2 separate regions of the Anas platyrhynchos genome follow, and region 1 is linked to region 2. The links are chromatin contacts, called in public Hi-C maps. All regions are on one chromosome and are shown on one strand. The core of a region is the stretch at or near the end of the contact, and the rest is flanking DNA. Distances in the headings are between cores, read along the strand shown.

Region 1 (2,725 bases), core at 63-2,562, 92 kb before region 2:
ATTACCCCAGTACTTGTCACTTTCCTCAATGCATTCAAGTGAGTAGTTTTTTCCACAGTTACAGAAAAAAGGGCATTTAAATGTTCCTCCAGGAGCTCTAATGGACAGACTTTTCCTTTTTGATTTCTGAGTCTCCTCAGGTTTTCACTGAGAAGGTGCACATTTTGTGTATGACTTCACTATGTTTGTGTACTTACAAGCTTATCAAGCAATCAAGCCTGTTGATTTAATACTAAATTTTAATATCAAAATATCTGCTTTTAAAGTACATGCTCATTGCCTGGATATCAACAACTTTATACGAACTGCTGATACCCAGTTTCTGCAATTTGAGGACATAGCTTCAAATCAAATTACGTGCATTTAATTCTAACAAACTGGCCCAGAGGCACTACTGTGCTTTTGCAGGATGCTCAGGCACATTAGAGCTCCTGTCAAAGACAAGCTGGGAGAAGAGTACAAGATTGCTACATGAGTTACGAAACCTGAAGAAGCACAAACATAATAAAGCACCAAGTTCTGCGTTTTTCAGAAACATACAGATACAGTTATGAAGGTAGATAGCTGACTTCCACGTGCCAAATACAGAAACAGCCAGGACATTCACTGAGTTCTACTGTCAACAAGATTCGCTAATTTCTGCATCACAGCGGGAACGCAGACCCGAATCAGCCTCTTCTCTTACAGAAATAGCCGGAATGCACAGCGTTTGTTGGAGGCAGCAGAACGTATTACACTGGAAACCAGAGAGATGCCTATAACTGTTACTGAAGGGAGGATGGATGACACCAGCCAGTCAGACGCAAACATACTGGCATGAAAATTCCCATTTTGCTCTGTTCTCCCATCATATGTGCTATTTTCAAATAGTTGAATGCAACTTTAAAATTATTCATTTGTTCTGACTGCCTGTTGAATGAAGTTTCGCTCACAGGTGGCTGAAGAATTGAGTAGCCTCCCCCGTGCTGACCCAAAAAATACTTTTTTTTTTTTTTTTTGAAAGCTGAGGGGGGAAAAAGTGCTACTTTTGTCCCCAGCTCTCCCTTGCCCCCCTTCTGTTGATCACCCCTTGTTGATTCTGGAATTCAGACTTTACTGGTCCAGAAGGCCAAGTTTTTGCCCTGCAGGAGCGATCCTTGTTTCTCGCGATGCCGCCTCAGCATTGCCCGGGAAGCCGCCTGCTGTGCTTGGGCCCTGCGTGCGCGGAGGCTGCGGGGGCAGGCGGCTGAGCGCAGGCACCACGACCAGACCATCGCAGCAGAGGCCTCTGCGCCGCGCCTGAAGCCAACCGGGATGGATCTTGGCCCGCGTTCAGGGACGTCTTAAATTAATAAACATGCAGAACAAAACATCCACGGCTCCCACCCATGCCCTTCCCCTCAGCCGAACAACATCACACAAAGCCAGAATAAGGAAGCTGCAGACGCAAATAAGAACTGTAGGCAACCAAGCAAGGGATAAAATATTCCCTCCAGAAGAATGCTGACTTTTAACTGCTTGTTTCCACAACTTAACCCTTTTTCTACTCATTTTGAACTTAACAAGTCAAGCCAGTGACTAATAGGTAAGAACCGGCACTTTTATAGAAGCAACAAGAAGAAAACAAACCAGGAGCTGCTGTGATTTCAAGCCGGTTTCTAACCTTAAATGATGACGACAGCACGCGATCTACAGGCTTTTAATCAGCCCACGAAACAGCCGTGTATGGGGAACTTGCACACACGCTTTGTATATGATTTGTATATGATCCACACAAAACGGCTCAACTCAAACTATCAAGAAAGCAAGACCTTGGGGATTGTGAAATTTCTAATTAAACATTTTTGGCAGTTATGAAAGCTCGATAAGCAAGTCCTGCATCAGACCACAAGCAGACTTCAACACTGCTGCGTGTTTGTTTTCAAAATGGAAAGTATGGTCTTATTAGGTAATAGGCAATTTTTGTTTAAAAACAAACAGAAAACCAACTAAAAACCACACACTCCTAACTTCTCTTTACTTTATTTATACTAGTCACAAGATGCCTCGGGGACCTACTAAGTTTCAAAAGTAATCCAAAATTGACAGAAAACAGTCATTTGTGAAAGCCCGTTAGAGAATCCCACTTTTATTTACAGCCTGGATTTACAGAAAGGGACTAACCGACAAGTTCTCACAACATCCGAAACACCCCAAACCTGAATTTGGTGTAAACACGCTACAAAGTGCGGGAGTCTCCGCTAAGAGCCTCACCTACTTTGTCTCTCTCTGCTACGCATAAATCTAAACTTATTATTTATCGTGTTTAGAAATTCTAAGTTAAATCAGTTTGCAAATCCGTAAATAACAGAACATGCTCTACAGATTACAGTACCTATATATTTTTTTCTTTTTCTGTAAGTAGAAAGCGCTACCAGTCATGAAATTTAAAGAAAGTTATTCATACTTCAGGATATAAATCAGAATCTCAGAGGATATAAAGCACGATGTTATTTCTGCTTTTAAATGCAACTCTAAGCAGTAGAAGCTCCCCATTTGCTCCATGACTAAGTGCCAATGCTATGAGCTTAAACATCAAGCCCAGTGAGTACATCCAAGGGATGCCAAGGCTGCTGCAGGGCCCTGCAACAGCTCTGCACCTACCTCCCATATGCCAGCCGAGACTGTTGTCATGAAATCAGATCAAATATTGAAAAATTGGCTAGACAAACCGAAGCACAAGCAGAAAAAGCGATCTCTCTGATGA
Region 2 (2,869 bases), core at 192-2,691:
TCCATCTCACCTGAGAGGTACTGAGGGAAGATCTTTGGGGCAGCGGTGCCTTGGGATGGTGAGGCAGGCGGCTGTGGGCTGGGCGCACAACACCTGGCCTGTCAGCCAGATGGGCTCCCAGGAAAGCAGGCGTTTGGTGGGCACGCAGACTTGGCATGGGAGGGCCAAATCCATCGGCTTTCATTCTCAGCATCAGGCAGGGAACACACAAAGCAGGGCGAGAACAAAGTGTACCTGCAAGAGATGGGCATAGACCAGCATCAAGGAAACCAGACGGGGCCTGAAGGCAACGAATGCCCACAGCTTGAGCATTGCAATCAGTGCTTGTTGCTGAAGAAAGGTTCACCCTTGGGATGCTCCAGGGGGCGGAGGACACCGTGGCCATACACATTGCAATGAGATTAAAATGCTTTTCTTTGACAAAGTGCTATGTGTTGATGTTTAAGCAAAATTAACATTTTGTAAAACAAAGGAGAAGAAGAAAGAAAGCTCTTTGACAATTTTTGTGAGCAAAGAAACTGTTGGTTTACCTTCTGAACTAATTAATCTCACTTTTCTTGGATCTCAACCCGGATGCAAAACTGAGTCCAGGGGTGATCACAAGGGAAATGAATAAGAAACTGAGCAAGCATTCTCCCTTTGTGGTTCATGAGTCAAAAGATAAGGAACATTTCTGGTGTTGCTAATTACTCAAGCTCCTCAAAACTTGTGGCTTCACACAGCTTTGAAAAAGGCATATAAATATTCTATTATTCCCTAAAATTACACTGTATAAGCCATTAACCCCCAAATAAACTGCAGTAATCACGTGTGTTATCTCTTATCCTCTGTGATGTGAATAGTCTTACTGGTTTTAGTGGGACTGTCAGGATCTCAAAGGTTGTCAGTGTTAGCTTCAGTGTAAGAACCATGGATGTTAAGGTTAAAAGCAAATAATTGTCCAGCCAACTCACGTTCACATTGGCAATATTTATTTTTTTTTAACATTTCAAATATTACTATTTTTTAACTACAGGAGGTCTGCAGGAAAAAAAACAAATGCTATTCTGCACAGATATAAGCATGTAGAGCAATAGGTCACCAAGAACTAAAAGAACAGATGGTCTCCTTATATCTCATCACTGTAATCCACAGATAACATGCGTATTTGTGGGCACGTGTACCCAAATCCAGCACTTCACTAAGATTAATCTGGCATTCAGAGCATTTTCCAAAACCCAGTGGGCACTCTAAAACACAGAGCTGTGCTTGGGCACTGCAGTGCAGCCTGGTTGTGCTGTCCCGGGGCCGCTCCAGCTGCCAGTGCCTGTGACAGCGCCGTGGGGTGGGACAGACCCTGAGGCAGGGATCGGCTTCCAGATTCAACACTCCTCAGCCTCTGGCACACTTTCAGGGAAATGACATTTCACTGAAATGTGATCAAAGTCAAAATATTTCACTGGGATTTCTCTCTTTCAAGTGTATCTTCACCATGTGGGATGCTCGGTCTGAATCACTCTCCTCAGAGAGATAGATGGGAATGCCCAAGTGGAAAAACTGAGCTGTCAGACTGAGAATGTTTCTTTTGATCAAATTCCATTTTTATGGAAACTTAGAGTTATGTCACCTCTCAGCAAAGGGAGAATCTTAATTTTAGTGGTCTTCACGGAACGGAACTACGTCATTTGATAAAAATGAGAAGAAAAAAATAAACTTGAATAATTGTTTTCTCCAGCTGGAGATTTTGTTGTTGTTGTTTTTTTACCTTTCGAATCAGGAAAGTGACTGTACTGTAGGCTCTGAGCAGCTGTAAGGAATCTCCTGTGGGGTTATATGGGAATTACTTTTTCTTTCGGCATCAGTTCCTAAGCGGCCAAGGGAGTGCCATGACTCTTTGCGGCAGAGCCTTCTCCAGCACAAGACCTTATTCCTGAGGACTTTCAGAGCAGACCTTGGAGTTGGGAATGTGCAGATTAAGGCATTATTTTGACTACAACCTAAAGACCTTGTAGAAAAGTTGAAAAAATTCCAAGGTGCTGCCAGTGGTTTTGCCAGGGACAAGATTAATGTTTGCTTTGTTTGCTGCATCCTTTTAACTGCTGCTTTCCTCCTCCTTCCAGTAAATAAATCTGCCTATTAGTTAAACAAACTGACTCTGAGAGAAACCAAACATAAGAAATATATTAACAATAATGCCCTGTTCTTAAAATAGAATGGCAATAGTAAAAGAGAGCCCTTGGCTTCTGGCTTACCGCTGAGTGCTGCTCACGTGAGTGCTGTTGCTTTGAACTCCTACAATAAAGAAATAGAGGGCCCAGGGGAAAAAATAAAAATAAACTACCTACATGTTGGAGTGTTTCAGCTAAATATTTGTTATTCCACTGTGCCGTTCAGAGGTAAGCCAGTCTCACCTGTGAGAAGCTTATGGTCCAAACACGGACAAGGCAGGAGAAAGATGAATGAAGTGATTAATTGATGATCCAGCATCCAGGCCTTTGGCAGGAGCCTGGTTCCCTCACAATCTGGGTGTTTTTCCCATTTTTTTTCCCGTGTCTTTGTGGGTACTTTGTGACACACTGGGTATTACAAAGTGAGCATGCATTGAGCGGTCAGCACTGAAGCACAGCTATCGAGGATTGTCCCCTTGTGGGTCGCTCATCGCCTTGGTCATTCCTTAAGAAAAAGAAGGAGGTTTCTGAAGCACAGATGATTTGTGGCTTAGGAACTACCAAGAGAAACCAGCACACAGCTGCTCAGAAGGGCCCCTGCTCAGAAGCAGACAACGTGCTTCTAGACGGTGTGTGTTGTGCACTCCAGCACGTCCTTTGGAGGCGCTGGCAGTCAGGGACACCCTGCTTTGGCACTTTGCTCACCTGTGCCCATCTGGAGG

What was found. Hi-C and Micro-C count contacts between places; a contact is called where the count stands out from the background.
Region 1: a Hi-C map of F5 follicle shows a contact between it and region 2, with 2.4 times the contacts expected there. The contact joins two enhancer-like sites. A contact is called at or near these places in 2 of 8 Hi-C or Micro-C datasets (F5 follicle and liver).

Annotation. Positions count from the first base shown.
Region 1 is chr6:41,190,713-41,193,437 of IASCAAS_PekinDuck_T2T, reverse strand. All of the region lies in intron 1 of INPP5A (inositol polyphosphate-5-phosphatase A), which reads right to left. Among named protein-coding and RNA genes, the nearest start is that of INPP5A, 55 kb to the right of the region's middle. Within about 2 kb of position 1,312, at least 3 of the 8 cell types and tissues checked have an H3K27ac peak or open chromatin away from gene starts, as enhancers often do. A contact at or near this core is called in F5 follicle, where this site is marked.
Region 2 is chr6:41,098,528-41,101,396 of IASCAAS_PekinDuck_T2T, reverse strand. No RefSeq gene overlaps it. Among named protein-coding and RNA genes, the nearest start is that of INPP5A, 37 kb to the left of the region's middle. Within about 2 kb of position 1,441, at least 4 of the 8 cell types and tissues checked have an H3K27ac peak or open chromatin away from gene starts, as enhancers often do. A contact at or near this core is called in F5 follicle, where this site is marked.